Linked DNA regions of Mus musculus: all the other regions are linked to region 1. A link is a contact called in public Hi-C data. All regions are on one chromosome and are shown on one strand. Each heading gives the region's core, a stretch centred on a gene start, on an enhancer-like site or on the middle of the called end of the contact. The rest is flanking DNA. Distances are from core to core; before and after follow the strand shown. Region 1 overlaps Gm4657 (a long non-coding RNA gene). Region 2 has its middle 200 kb from the start of Gm24957. Region 3 has its middle 300 kb from the start of Gm36251. Region 4 has its middle 260 kb from the start of Gm36251.

Region 1 (3,340 bases), core at 474-2,973:
AGTTACCTGTGCAAGATGTCCTCACTCAATGGTTATAGCAGATGTGTTTCTCCTTCTGGGCTTTGTTTGTTTGTTTGTTTCCATTTCTTTGTTTGCAGCATCGACCATTAATTTTTCTTTTCTATGACTTCCGAACATTCCAGTTTTATGAATGTTTCACATAAAGAAAAGAAAAGAAAAGAAAAGAAAAGAAAAGAAAAGAAGCCGGGCGTGGTGGCGCATGCCTTTAATCCCAGCACTCAGGAGGCAGAGGCAGTCGGATTTCTGAGTTCGAGGCCAGCCTGGTCTACAAAGTGAGTTCCAGGACAGCCAGGGCTACACAGAGAAACCCTGTCTCGAAAAACCAAAAAAAAAAAAAAAGAAGAAGAAGAAGAAGAAGAAGAAAGAAAGAAAATAGAAGGAAGTAAAGGAAGAAAGACAAGACAAGGAAGAAATGAAGAAAGAAAGAAAGAGAGAGGAAGGAAGGAAGGAAGCAAGGAAGGAAGGAAAAAGCAAAAGAAAGAGGTACTTCCTGTGAAGACGCGCACCCTGGAAAAGGCTCGCGTAGCCCAGGCTGTCCTTGAGCTTACTATGTAGCTGGGGATGACCTTAAACTCTTTTAAATTTCCTAATGTATATGCATGTTTTATCTGCATGTGTGTCTATGTGCACACTTGATAACCATGGAAGACAAAAGAGAGCCTTGGATCCCCTGGGAGTGGAGCTGCAGGTGGTTGTGAGCTACCCTATGGGTGGGAAACAAGGCTAGGTTCTCTGGAAGAACAGCCAGTATTCTTAATGTCTAAGCCATGTCTCCAGCCTGACCTTTCGATTGCTGCCTCCTCCACTCAAGGACTGGGATCACAGGCACGCACCTCCACAACAGACTATATTTTGTCAGTTCTTGAAATCTGAGTTGTGCACACTCCCTTCCACAACAAAGACAGCTCTGAGGCAAGCTTTGCAAACCCTTTCCGGTCCCAAGGTCTCCCTGCTTGTAGAGAATCTGAGCACAGTTTAGGTGGGCACAGCTGCGAGGCATTGTGGGAAGAGATGCAGAGTAGGGTCTGAGACTCCAGGAATAAAGTTTTTATTGTTACCCCAGCTTTGCAAAGAGTTGCTCAAAAATTAGGCTTCTGTCATTCTTTTACACGAGGCCCTCTGAAAAGCAACATGTCTGCAGGCACGCCGTGACTGGGAAGTCTAGGGGCCTGGAGGCTCAGGGGTTGACGGTGCCAATTAACAGAAAGAGTGCAGGCTTGTAAAAGGGCTGCCAGGGACTGGCAGGTCTTCTCTGCTTCATTAGGGTAACTTTGAAAAGGTTGTAGGCAAATGGCACCTTTCACTTTTAAAATCCAACTGGTGGCTTCCTAACCATTTTAAAAGCTTGATTTTTGAGCTGTCCACTGTAGCAAGGACATGGCCAAAGCTAGCATTACTCAGAACCCCGTGGCACGAGGAGTCTATATCTTTCAACGCCTCCGTCTTGCTCGCCATACTTTTGTTAGCTTCCTCCTCCTTGACACTTCCCTTAACCCACCCCCACCGCCCTCCTCCCAGTGAAAGCCCACGCCATATCCCAAGTCTGTTGCGGAGAACAGACTGGAAGACATCTGCCTCTTGCCTTTTTTTCTTTTCTTTTTTTTTTTTTTTTAATTCCTCTAATTGATGGAGCCAAGACTCCACACCACAGCTCTGCTCCCTGAACAAACCAAATGGTGGCTGTTGGCAGCATATTGACAGCTTGCTAATGAAGGGATCCTTGACAGCGTGACAACCTGCCTGGGCTGCCTCAGGAAGCCAAGTCCGCCCCCATACCAGCCCCGAGTAATTAACAGGTGGGGGAAAATAGCAAGAAGCTGCCACTGGGGAGAAGAGAAATATACTCAACCAAATGAATTATGTAGATTTTAAAAAAGATTTTGATTCTGTACTATCTTTCTTATTTCTTGCTAGCAAGCTCCCCTGGAAAGAGTGTTGACTTGGGGGCCAGATGAGCGTGGGTTTGCGGCTCAGTCTGGTGGCCTCCCCTTTCCCTGGCTTTCGAAGCCTTTGCTTCCTGGTCCTTTAGTTTGTGAGACCTGACTGGGTACAATTTGTAAAAACACACTCATAGATGACACTTATCTGTCATAAATTGTTATAAAAAATTCTCTTTTTTTGAGGATTGATTGGCTCAAGTGTTCTTACATATCTATTTCTACCAGTGTTTGATTTAACAAACAATCAGACAAACAAAAATCATGAAGTTTGGTTTTTGTTTTCTGGAGAGCATTAATCGTATGTTTGCGAGTTTGTGTGTGTGTGTGTGTGTGTGTGTGTATACATGTGAGTTTGTATGTGGAAGTCAGGGGTCAATGGCAGGTGCTGTTTCTCTAGAGTTGTCTGTCTGGTTCTTTCTCTTGGACACAGGATCTCTTTGTGAACCTGTAGCTCACTGATTAGGGGAGAGCTGGTGGCAACAGAGTCCCAGAAATCCTCCTGTCTCTTCCTTGGCAGCACTGTGATTGCAAGAACACACCTGACATTTTTTATTATAATAATAATTAGATATTTTTATTTACATTTCAAATGTTATCCCTTTCCTAGTTTCCCCTCCGAAAATCCCCTATCCTCTCCCCCCTCCTCCTGCTCCCTAACCCACCCACTCCCACTTCTTGGTCCAGGCATTCCCCTATACTGGGGCATAGAACCTTCACAGGACCAAGGGCCTCTCCTCCCATTGATGAACAACTAGGTCATCCTCTGCTACATACGCAGCTAGAGCCATGAGTCTCTCCGTGTGTTTTCTTTGGTTGATGGTTTAGTCCCAGGGAGCTCTGGGGTTACTGATTAGTTCATATTGTTGTTCCTCCTAGGGGGCTGGAAGCACAGAGTACCCAATGAAGGAGCTAGAGAAAGCACACCTGACTTCTTATGTGTGTCGGAGATCCACACTTAGTCTTGATGCTTGTGCCGCAAGCGCTTTCCTGACTGAACCATTTCCTCAGCCCCATGGGCTTTGATCTTCGGCATGTTCATAGCATTTTAAATGATTGTATTTTCCTGGTGAACTAACCCCTGTATCATCAGAGGGTAGCTCCACCCTTCCAAATCTCTTGTCATTCTTTCTGTCCTACCTTATGTGTAGTTGGTTTATTTTATGTTTCTGTGTTTTGGGGTGAAAATTGTGTGCAGAGAACAGACAGGCTTAGGCTTGGCTCAGGCTGGCTCAGGTACCACACTCATCTCTTCAATAGCCTCTCTCCAACTCCACCAAGCCCCCAAATAGTCACTGTATCACTGTAAAGAACCCTTGGAGCCCAGCATATGATTCACCTGATTGGACCCCTCCCCCCCCCCCCCCCCAGCTCTGACAGAC
Region 2 (3,340 bases), core at 296-2,795, 450 kb after region 1:
TTTTCTAAATTGGCGTTGCTTGTTTTTAACCTTGGGACACACAGCTGTTTAAAGTTATCATTTTAAATTTGAACATAAAGCTTGGTTTCCTTTTCTCTTTGTTCCTGTAACACCCTGGAGTAGTTTTTCATGTTTCTCTTGATCAACTGCTTTAAACAATAACCAAGAATAGAATTCCCTTACAAAGGATTTAAATAGCAAATACAAGTTGGGATACCGAAGTGACAGTCCAGCTCACAGGAGGGTCCTCACTTCTGATACCAAGACAGCCTTTCTTACATTTGTTCTGCAGCAACAGGACAGATTCCCTTTTATTTTTAAGGATTGAAACATTTCCCCCAACCCTGTCCTATGTCTGCCAGATCAAAGACCAGTTTGGCAAATAAATAGTCTCAGATTTCTAATTTGGGGTTCTAGAAATGTGTTCTCTGAAAAAAAATTTTTTTTCCTCTTAGGAACTAGGAAATTTAATGCAATCAAGTTTGTGACTTTAATAATAAAAAGATTCTGCAGCCAGAAGAATGGTTCAGCAGGGAAAGGAGCTGCCATGTGGGCTTCTTCACCTGAGTTTGATCTGTAAAAGAATCAGATGCAGTGGCAGTGTGTGTGTTTAAAGCCAGAAGTCTGAGGAAAGATGAGGGGCAGGGGCAGGAACCCTGCCAGAAAGAAGCCGGCTGGGACTATATAGAGCAGCATCAAAAAAAGCAAGAGGTGATCTTATATCAACTAGCTGGGAGGCAAGAATCAACTCCCAGATGTTATCCTCTGTGTCTACAGGAACATTGTACTATGATCACACCTACATTCACACACACACAGGAACACAAAGACACACACACAGATATTCACAGAGACACACACAGAGACACATGCACAGAGGGACACATGTAGACACATACAGACATATACATAGACACATGTACACACAGACACACACAGACACGTGCATACACACACACATACAGGCATACCCACAGATATATGCACACAGAGCCACACATATGGACACACACAAGAAATAATAAAAAGCAACAATTCTATAAATTACTCTTTAGATGAGCAGAGCACTTCTGTGCGCACCCTGCTTCATGATAGTGATATGTTCTAACTCAGATAAATCTTGTCCCATGTTTGTTCAAGTTGCTATCTCCCTTCAGAAGAGCAGGAAGCTGTCGCAGAAAGCTGTCGCAGAAAGCCAATTCTCTTTAGGTGATAGGACACATTCTAGCCAGAGAATGCCAAGGGCAAATCCTATCACCTACTTCCAGTGCAGAGTAAGACTCCACAATTGTAGGGTGGAGATGAGCATCGTGAACTGCCATCCTGCACCTGAGAGACAGTCCTGTTCAAGTAAGATGAATCTGAAGGGAGAATTTTACACAAGGAAGGGAACTTTGCATTAGGATAGATGTCTCCTTCTATAAGAACAGATTGCAGTTCTTCCCATGATGGAAGGGGTCCAATGTAATCAAACTCTCACTAGGAGGCTTGATGAATCTCTCCCCACCTTCAACCTGGGAATGGAGCCATATCAGTGTTTGGATGTAACCTCTGCCGTTGGTAATTTGGATACCCAGCAGGCACAGCAGTTGATCATGGAAGGACTGTTTCGGGGTTTCAAGTTGCGGAACTTGCCCGGGAGTTCTTGTGGCTGCCAAACAGCTACTTGGCTCATGAGTCCATGAAGCAAACACTAGACAATTGAGAGAATTGGTTCATGGTCCATCCCAGGAGCAGGCCTCCCATCCACCTGGCTATGGGGAGTTCTATCCATAATGAGTGCAAACTGAGGGCTTTTATAGTTCTGCAAAATTAAATGTGAGTGTATATTCCATGAGACACAGACACATCGTATTGCCATGGAAAGGGAGGAATTGGACTCTTCTTTCCTAGGTTTTCTGGGCGCAGACTCTTCAAACAGATTCAACAAGTTGAGACACTCGGACCGTTTATCTTTGTGATTAGGATCTGCCTATATATATATATATATAATATATATATATATATATATATATATATCTGCCTATATATATATATATATATATAATATATATAATATATATATATTAACAATTTAGTAAGTTGGCAGTTGACATTCTTACTTTTGGCCTTGGGACACCAGGAATCAGTCACCATCATATGGTTCTGATGACTGGAACAACCATGTTCCCGTGTGTTTTGCAATAACCACAACACAATAATTATACGTCATCATGGTCAGAAATGGTTGCATATTACCATATGGCATCTGACATCACATGGCCATGTTACCTCACTAAAATACAAAGTTCTGATACTTAATGGTGAAAGTTACAGTCCCTAATGTTTTATACCCAAACTGAGAAACAGCCAAAGACAGCAGCAGAGGTTGGTAATGAGGCTGCATTCCCTTCAGGAAAGCATATTTTAGTGCCTTAGTGAAGACTCCTTTCTCTTGGAGAACCTCAAGGAATGCTTCAGATATCTTTCTGTGGCTGGGAAAGAAAAACCCCCAGAAGCAAAAAAGACTTTATTTTAACTCACAGTTCAAGGTACAGTCTGTTGTGGCAGTATGTAAATTCATGGCACCAGGAACTTGAACATCTGGTCTAATCACTTCCATAGTCTGAAAGCAGAGAGTGATAAGTGCATTCATGCTAGCTCTCAGCTTTCTTTCTCCAGTTTGTAGAGATCTGTCTGTCCGTCTGTGTATTATTTAGTCCAAGGACCTCTTCCCAGGGAATGATCCCACTCACAGTAAAAAGAATATTCACACATTAACTATCTAAATCTATACTATGTGATTGGTATGCCCAGTGACCCATCTCCCAGGAGATTCTAGACTCTGGCAAATTGACAATTAACACTGACACACCAGTTATTCTAACATATTCATATTCCAGAGCTTTCAAATTCTATTCTATATTGTATTACAGATAAGTTATAGAACCCTGATCTTGTTAATCCAGGGAGCTAATGAATCCAAGCTTTACAAAACCAACCAAGAAAACTTTTATTCCATCTCTGGGTCCCGAACTGCTGGACAGACACTGTTAGAATCTCCAGTCTACCAATGTTAACCAAATTCTTCCCAGATAAGAATGTGATTATTGGTTCTGCTGGCTCTTCAGTCACCATGTAGCATAAGAGAAAATGGAAGGTGGTGTATTTAGGTCTAGTATAAAATTAAGGCTCCTTGTGAAGTACCCATCCAGATAAGGCCACTGACAAATCTTTACACTGCAAAAACTAGTTTCCTTCTATGGTCTATAGAGGCTAGTTTTGCTGGAAAACTAGCTTCAGGAGCATTTGAAGTTCAAGGTTCTGAAGTTTATCTATGCCTCATAAAAATGTCCCCATC
Region 3 (3,340 bases), core at 606-3,105, 350 kb after region 1:
GTTCATCTGATGTCTGCTTTTGCCAGGCAGCTTGGCATGTCTGGGTACCAGTCTCTATGTTTTTCAGGCAGGTTGGCTGGTCTTAGGGTGTCTCCCAACAGTTCTCACTGCTGGTATTCACTTAGGGAGGGAAACGCTTGCTTAGTGAATCTGCTCAGATTCGAAGACATCCTGGATCCTTAGAGTTAACAGCTAAGCATATGGATCTTCTCTGCAGGAGGAAAGGTTTCCCTTCTCTTTATAACAGCCTTTGCCTCAACATTTGACAAATGAGCTTCCCCCTCAGGATGACAGGCTATATCTTCATGGAGCGCACTGTGCAGTGCTTGGAGACATTGTAAGAATATAGATTCAAGTTCAGGTCTTAGGTAACTCTGACCCTGGTGATCCAGAATCCACACTTAAAGAGTTAAGACCCTAAACTCTGTTATGTTAAGGTAGTGATTACCTTGCCAAGCTCTGAAGTTCATGGAAGTGAACCAGGTGACATTGCTGCTATTACTTGTCTCACACTGGGAGAGACAAAAGGGATGCCCTTCTTCTTTTCTTTTCTGTTCAGTACCTCTCAGCATAGTCTCCTCACTATGTTCCAGAACATTCTGAGATGTGTCTTCTTTTCTTTCTGTTCTCACAAGTTTTCATTCATCTTGTGATATTGTGAAATCCTTGAAGGAAAAAAAAATATGTTGCCTGTTCATCTTGGAATAGTCAATAATTAATTGGCGACTTAAATTAAAATAAATTTGATTTTGAGGCATTTACCATCTTTTGACCTATATACTCTATTTCTAGAAGCTTTGGCACTGCATGGGATATCAGTATAAGCCAAATGTTTGATCCCAGTATAAGCTCATGGTTTGATGCCAGCACTGAAGAAACACAGACTTGTACATGTCTGTGAACACAAGGCCATCCTGGCCTACAAGGTGAATTGAAAGCCATACTTGCAGAGAAGGAGGCTGCTAAAATTGTGTCTGCAGTTAAGAAACAGAGAACAATCAGGAAGTCACTGTAAGCACTAAAACCCTAAGCTCCATTCCTGTTGCTCACTTCTTCCAGTAAGCCTTACATTCTCCAGATTTCACACCCTCCCCCACACCTCCACAGCCTGGGCATCATGTGGTTAAAAGCATGAGCCTGTGGAGGACCATTTCACACCTCAGAATCACAGCAGAACTGAATAGCCCATTGCCTTGATAATTATTACGTAAATTGAATAATTGGTTCCTAAGGTTTTCCTTTTCTTTAAACTTAACTTAAGGTGTTTGTATTTTAAAATCACTGAGTATCACAAGTATTGTGTTCAGGAGTTATCCCTTTTTCAGACATTAAGGTCATTGGAAGGTCAGAAAAACATGTTAGCTTCACTTAGGAAATGATGGATAAGAGTCATGAGAGCGGAAACCCGAGAGTCAGTGGACATTTAAGATGTGATTTTTTTTTTTTTAAATCCTTGCTTCTTGGTGCCTTCTTTAGGCCAGAGGCTGCAGCAGCATCTAAGAACTGTTACAGATGCATATCTCAGGCTTAACCCCTGAGCTTTTCATCTGGAACCTGCATTTTGACAGGATGGTCCTAATGTTAAATTTAAGAAATACTGGATGAAGGGAGAATAGGTGTCAACTAGACCTACAGCTGACTTTGGGCTTCTTTCTTGCATTCGTTAAGGGGTGTCTGGTTTCTGGCAGGATGGAGGCAGATGCTCCTCACAGACAGAACTCCATCACGACCAGATACCTGGACCACAGCAGAGCTCTGTCATCTGGTAACAGCCTTCTTCACAGCAGGAGTGAGGATCTCAAAGAGTCCCAGCTCTGGGTCGAAGGAATGGTATTCTGAATGAGATGGCGAGGCTTCAGCTGTTAACCAGCAGGAGGCTGCTGCTTCTTGACAGCATGAAGGGCATCCTGGGTCCACCTGACTGTCTGTCTGGGAGCCACTTGTCACATAAGAGCAGAAAGGAGAGTCGCTGAGAGTCACTGCCAGGACTTAGTTGGCATTACCTTCTCATCTATAATCATTGGGATCCTCTGAGTGAGGTGTGGGGTTAGAGCTGCCGGTAATCACGTGCCCTGTTATCTCCCCCCCCCCACCCGAGAACGAGGATTGTGAGCCTGAAGTTAACCATAACAGTGGCCTCTGACTTGTGAAAGATAAGGTAGTTGGCAGAATGTGCTATTTGAGTCTTGGGAGTCTAAAGAAGAATCAGTGAGGGAAAAATGGATATTATTTTGTTTTTTTTTTTTAAAGCACTATGATCCTGGTCTTTCTATTTTAAGAATAAAAATGGCAGAACCCAGTCCTAACTGACATCCCTTCATACTCCTTCAGAAATCACTAAAAAGACTTAATATTCTCTTAGTCTCTCAGTGCCTTATTATGTACAGTTTTCATTCATCTTACCATTCATTTGACAAATATTAGTGGAGCAATAGATATTCAGTCACTGATGGCCAAGGAAATCCATATGAATTGGCAGAGTGATTTCCCTTGAGGCTATACTATGTTCAGTAATGGTGATAGACATATCAAGAGACAACACATTGTCGTCAGAGCTCCATACATACTCCCTAATGTGTGCACAGGTGGCTATGCAACCTAATGTGTGCATAGCTAAAACTGATAATAATGTGGCAGTGGCATTGGGACTGCTAACACACATTCACATTTTTTTAACATGTCAGGAACTGTGTCAAGTACCTGCTACTACTCAACTCATTTGGTTTTTATGATCCTCCTATGAAATAATTATTACTATTCAGATTCTCTAGGGTAGAAGCATAACATGACCACGTACTTTATGAACAATCAAGTTCAGTCAAGTACATATACAATCAAGGACAGCGCAGGAAAGCTTCAAACCTAATACAATTGTGTTTGGAGCAGAGCCTAGAGATATAAAACTAAATGCGCTAATTCCATCCGAATGAGTGTTTATGAGAGGAATGCTGGTTCAGGATTGGCACTGGATATAGGAAGAAATGAAGGGTCTGTTTCTTTTATCAAGAACTCAACACCAATAAGGAATAAACAGACATGCATGCTTGTGTGTGTGTGTAAACTTCTAATACAAAATATTAAGGGAGTAAAGTGAAGGAATAATGAACTATATTGAGATGTGATGAAATATATCTATTGAGTTGTGCCAGGACTAAGTTAAATTCTGGTTAATGAATAAGAACAGACCAAAGAACCAAGAGAAATGATATTTCAAGCAGAGGGGGAAAATGATGTAAAGCACAAAGTCATGGTCAAGAATATATAGGAGATTTTTTTTTCTCACAGTGTTGCTAAATATCCTCCCTATGTCAGAGCTGCAGGACTGGTGGTCACACCTGTA
Region 4 (3,340 bases), core at 359-2,858, 320 kb after region 1:
GAGAAAAATACCGGTTCTCAGCTAGCTTCCTCTATTTGATTTAGTTCCAGCAGAACTTGATCCCACTGAATGGTGCCACTTCACAGTGAGTGTGGGTGTTCCTACCACATTACCCTAATGTAAAGGCCCCCTCACAGACATGTCCAAGGATTTGCTGTCATGGGGACTCTAAATCCCATCAAGTTGACAATGGAGATTAACCATCACAGATAATTGAATTAAATATTCTGTTTTCTTTGTGATAATGCACTCTTCTAAAAAAGAAATGTCTTTTTCACTTATTTTCAGGACATGTCAAATCCAGGCTGGCCTCCTTTGCCCCATTAGTGTGAATTACAGATTCTTCACTGTCATGGCCCAAAGCAAGTAAGTTAATTTAGACCCCCAGATGAGTAATGCTACCAGGATATTTTTAGTGACTCTAATAATGACTGAATCTTGTGGCTTGCTGCAAAGACATTATTAGCAGCTGATGCCAGGCTTAGACAGGAAGATGAAAAGGTGTGAGTTGCAAAGGCTTGGGAGAAGATGCAGGGTGCAAGAAGGGATGACTTCTTCTCAATGACATGCGGGCAGACATCATTCCTATCGGGAGGTCAGAAAAGCAGCACCAGAAGCCTTCGAATGGTAGACAATCTGATGACAGTGACCAAGAAAACAAAAGGCTTCTAATTTCCCCCTGACTGATAAAGCTGTCTGAGGTAGATCAATTTAGTACGGTTGTTGTTAGGAAATTGGTCCTGTTTGATGTTCCCCAAGAAGATCACGTAGTTTCCTAGGAAACATCCTTTTCCACTTAAATCTAATTCTCTCACGGAGCGGGATCCGATGAGTCACTCGGCCTGACTTTTCTCTCACTTCCTTCTGCCCATTAAGAAAGACCTACCAGCTGGAAATCTGCTAAGTGAAATGAATTTATTAGCTCCTTTTGCCTTGTTCTTCACTTAACTCTTGTGTTCCTTCCTTACAAGCCTAACAGCTTCCCCGATGTGAAGGGCTACAGATAATGAAGGAGCTAGCTGTGGATGTGAGCAACCGGTTCTCTCAATTTCTTGGTGATTAGACCATATTTCAACGGCAGCTTTAAATGGAAAACAGTGCGTGCCCAGAGCTGGCCTTTCCTTGTAAGCAGTAGTGGAATTTGATGTTGGTTTCATTTGATTTTCTATTTCTGCTCTCAATTTATGGTTGGGACAGAAGCAGGGGCCTGATGGAGATAAGAGAAGAAACATTTAAGTTACATATGCGCCTGTCTTTATTCTATCTGTACTAAGAACTAGAAACATAGCTATAGGAAATCTAGAACTTGGAGCTAACCAGAATCCATTTTTAATTTGATGATGTTACACATGATGTTTGTAAGAAATGAGAGTTTGTGTCTCTTAAGTATGCTGAGTCTGCAGTTTATGGAACTTTCACATTCTAAGCACAGTTATCTCCATGGCAACATGTGCCAGCTTGGGTGACAGAGGGAAGTCTGATGCAATTTAATGTAAATAAGAGGTTTTCACAGTGAAACCCAGCAGGTTCCCTGCTGAGTTGCCATGCTGGAGCTCCCCATGAAGGAAGGTCTTGCTACTGACTGCAGCATCTCTTGGCTCTTGGCAGGAGCAAGCATAAAGGCACATGGCCACTCCCATTTCAGCAAATCTTATCAGACACTCAGTGTATGCCAGAGTCTTACTGAACAGTTTCCTTGTGTAACACAGGGGAAGGAGGTGGTATTGCTGAATGTGTGTTTTATACACCTCCGAGCAGGTTCTCAGCTCCGATTGCTCTTCACCTCTACCAGTGTCGTTTTTCCTCCCACTCTTAGGCAAACATATTGGTTTTTTGTTTGTGTTTCTTTTCCAAAATGACGGGCTCATGAGACTATCAAAACGTCTGCAGCTTGAGCGATTGAGTCACTAGTTTCATACAAGCAATGGAAAGTGTGTGTTAAGTCTAGCAAGCTTCAGTGAAATGCAATTAGAAAAGAGTGACTCTAAATTTTATGGTGTGTATATGTTTGTGCCTGTGTGTGTTTGTGTGCGTGTTCTAATTTGTGTGAACATGTGTGGAGCCTAGAGGTCAGCTTCAGCTGTCATTCCTCAGGGGTAACTCACCTTGTGTTTTTGGAGACATGGTCTTAATGTTTTTGGTTTTGGTTTTTGATTTTGCCTGGAACTTACTTAGGCAACTAGGCTAGATGGCCTTTGAGCCTTAGGGAATATTCCTGTCTCTGTCTCCCCAGTACTGAGAACACAAGCATGTGCCACCATACCCAACTTTATTCATATGGGTTCTGGGGACTTGAACTCAAGTCCTCATGCTTGCATGGTAAGCATTTTATTGACAGAACCACTTCCCCTAGCCTCTAAACCTGTGTTGAAAACCAGTTGTTTAGCTCAGGGGAAATACATGTAGGTTGGTCCTAGATGAATAATAACCTACTACAGAATTTCAGTGACATGAATCAATAAAAACAATACCATGAAGTTCAACTGATCTGGGCTTTCTTGGGTTGGAAAATACTCACTTATATGCATCTGTCTAGAGATGGAGGTTGGGCTTGTTCCTTCAGTGTCTCCCAGCCCCCTCCTGGGTTCGATGGGTGAGCCCAGCCCTACTTCGTAACAATTCTACAATCCTCCCCATTTGCCTCGCTTTAGGTCCTGGATGTTGCCATATGACAATTAAGACAATACAAGCAATTATTTCCAGGAGGCACAGATGGTGTTTGTTTCATTTGAGAACCCAATTCCTTACTGGTCCTTCTTTTAAGGTCCATTTCTCAGGAAACATTTCATGCACACAACAATAAAGAGCAGCAAATGACATTATTAATATCTGAAGACTCATTAAATTCTACTTAGTATTAAAATGTTCCAAACTCTCGGGAGAGTTCTGAATATAAATGTTCATTTAATCTACCTTCAAATTGAAGTATTTTAGCAGAAGAAAGAATCGGATTTTGGTCAGCAAATGTTACACAACAGTTGCTTCCAGAGGGCTGCTCTCTGGCCCCATTTCCTCTGTATATTTGAATTTGTAACTTCAGGCAGAAGTCTTTTCCTTGGGTAGAAGATTGTATTTATCTTCCAGTTCTAATCATCTCCATTCTTCCTCTTGAGGGATGGTCATTTTATAGGAGGGCACTATACTGAACACCAGTGAGATTGTCATGAAACTTTCTGGACTCCATCAATGAAAGTAAGACCAGGGCTCAGCCACAGGACATAGGACAGGATGGAAGGTCATACATCTGCTTTTAGTACAAGGTATTTAAACGGGAATAGAAAGACTGGTTTATGGAAATCAGGTAAGGTATGTTACAATGTGGGTATGTCTGGGAGCCTCT

What was found. Hi-C and Micro-C count contacts between places; a contact is called where the count stands out from the background.
Region 2: a Hi-C map of cerebellum shows a contact between it and region 1, with 2.0 times the contacts expected there. The contact joins two enhancer-like sites. A contact is called at or near these places in 1 of 39 promoter capture datasets (hippocampal neurons) and 3 of 484 Hi-C or Micro-C datasets (cerebellar granule neurons, cerebellum and cerebral cortex).
Region 3: a contact with region 1 is called in a Hi-C map of cerebellum, with 1.9 times the contacts expected there. The contact joins two enhancer-like sites. A contact is called at or near these places in 5 of 484 Hi-C or Micro-C datasets (cerebellar granule neurons, cerebellum and cerebral cortex) and 1 of 115 datasets of contacts at active chromatin or transcription factors (neural progenitor cells).
Region 4: a Hi-C map of forebrain shows a contact between it and region 1, with 7 times the contacts expected there. The contact joins two enhancer-like sites. A contact is called at or near these places in 1 of 39 promoter capture datasets (hippocampal neurons) and 3 of 484 Hi-C or Micro-C datasets (the N1E-115 cell line, cerebral cortex and forebrain).

What each region holds. Positions count from the first base shown.
Region 1 is chr9:113,175,689-113,179,028 of GRCm38.p6, reverse strand. All of the region lies in intron 2 of Gm4657 (a long non-coding RNA gene), which reads left to right. Among named protein-coding and RNA genes, the nearest start is that of Gm4657, 22 kb to the left of the region's middle. Within about 2 kb of position 1,723, at least 32 of the 459 cell types and tissues checked have an H3K27ac peak or open chromatin away from gene starts, as enhancers often do. A contact at or near this core is called in cerebellar granule neurons, cerebellum and forebrain, where this site is marked.
Region 2 is chr9:112,720,881-112,724,220 of GRCm38.p6, reverse strand. No RefSeq gene overlaps it. Among named protein-coding and RNA genes, the nearest start is that of Gm24957, 200 kb to the right of the region's middle. Within about 2 kb of position 1,545, at least 3 of the 459 cell types and tissues checked have an H3K27ac peak or open chromatin away from gene starts, as enhancers often do. A contact at or near this core is called in cerebellar granule neurons and cerebellum, where this site is marked.
Region 3 is chr9:112,825,281-112,828,620 of GRCm38.p6, reverse strand. No RefSeq gene overlaps it. Among named protein-coding and RNA genes, the nearest start is that of Gm36251, 300 kb to the left of the region's middle. Within about 2 kb of position 1,855, at least 7 of the 459 cell types and tissues checked have an H3K27ac peak or open chromatin away from gene starts, as enhancers often do. A contact at or near this core is called in cerebellar granule neurons and cerebellum, where this site is marked.
Region 4 is chr9:112,858,814-112,862,153 of GRCm38.p6, reverse strand. No RefSeq gene overlaps it. Among named protein-coding and RNA genes, the nearest start is that of Gm36251, 260 kb to the left of the region's middle. Within about 2 kb of position 1,608, at least 12 of the 459 cell types and tissues checked have an H3K27ac peak or open chromatin away from gene starts, as enhancers often do. A contact at or near this core is called in forebrain, where this site is marked.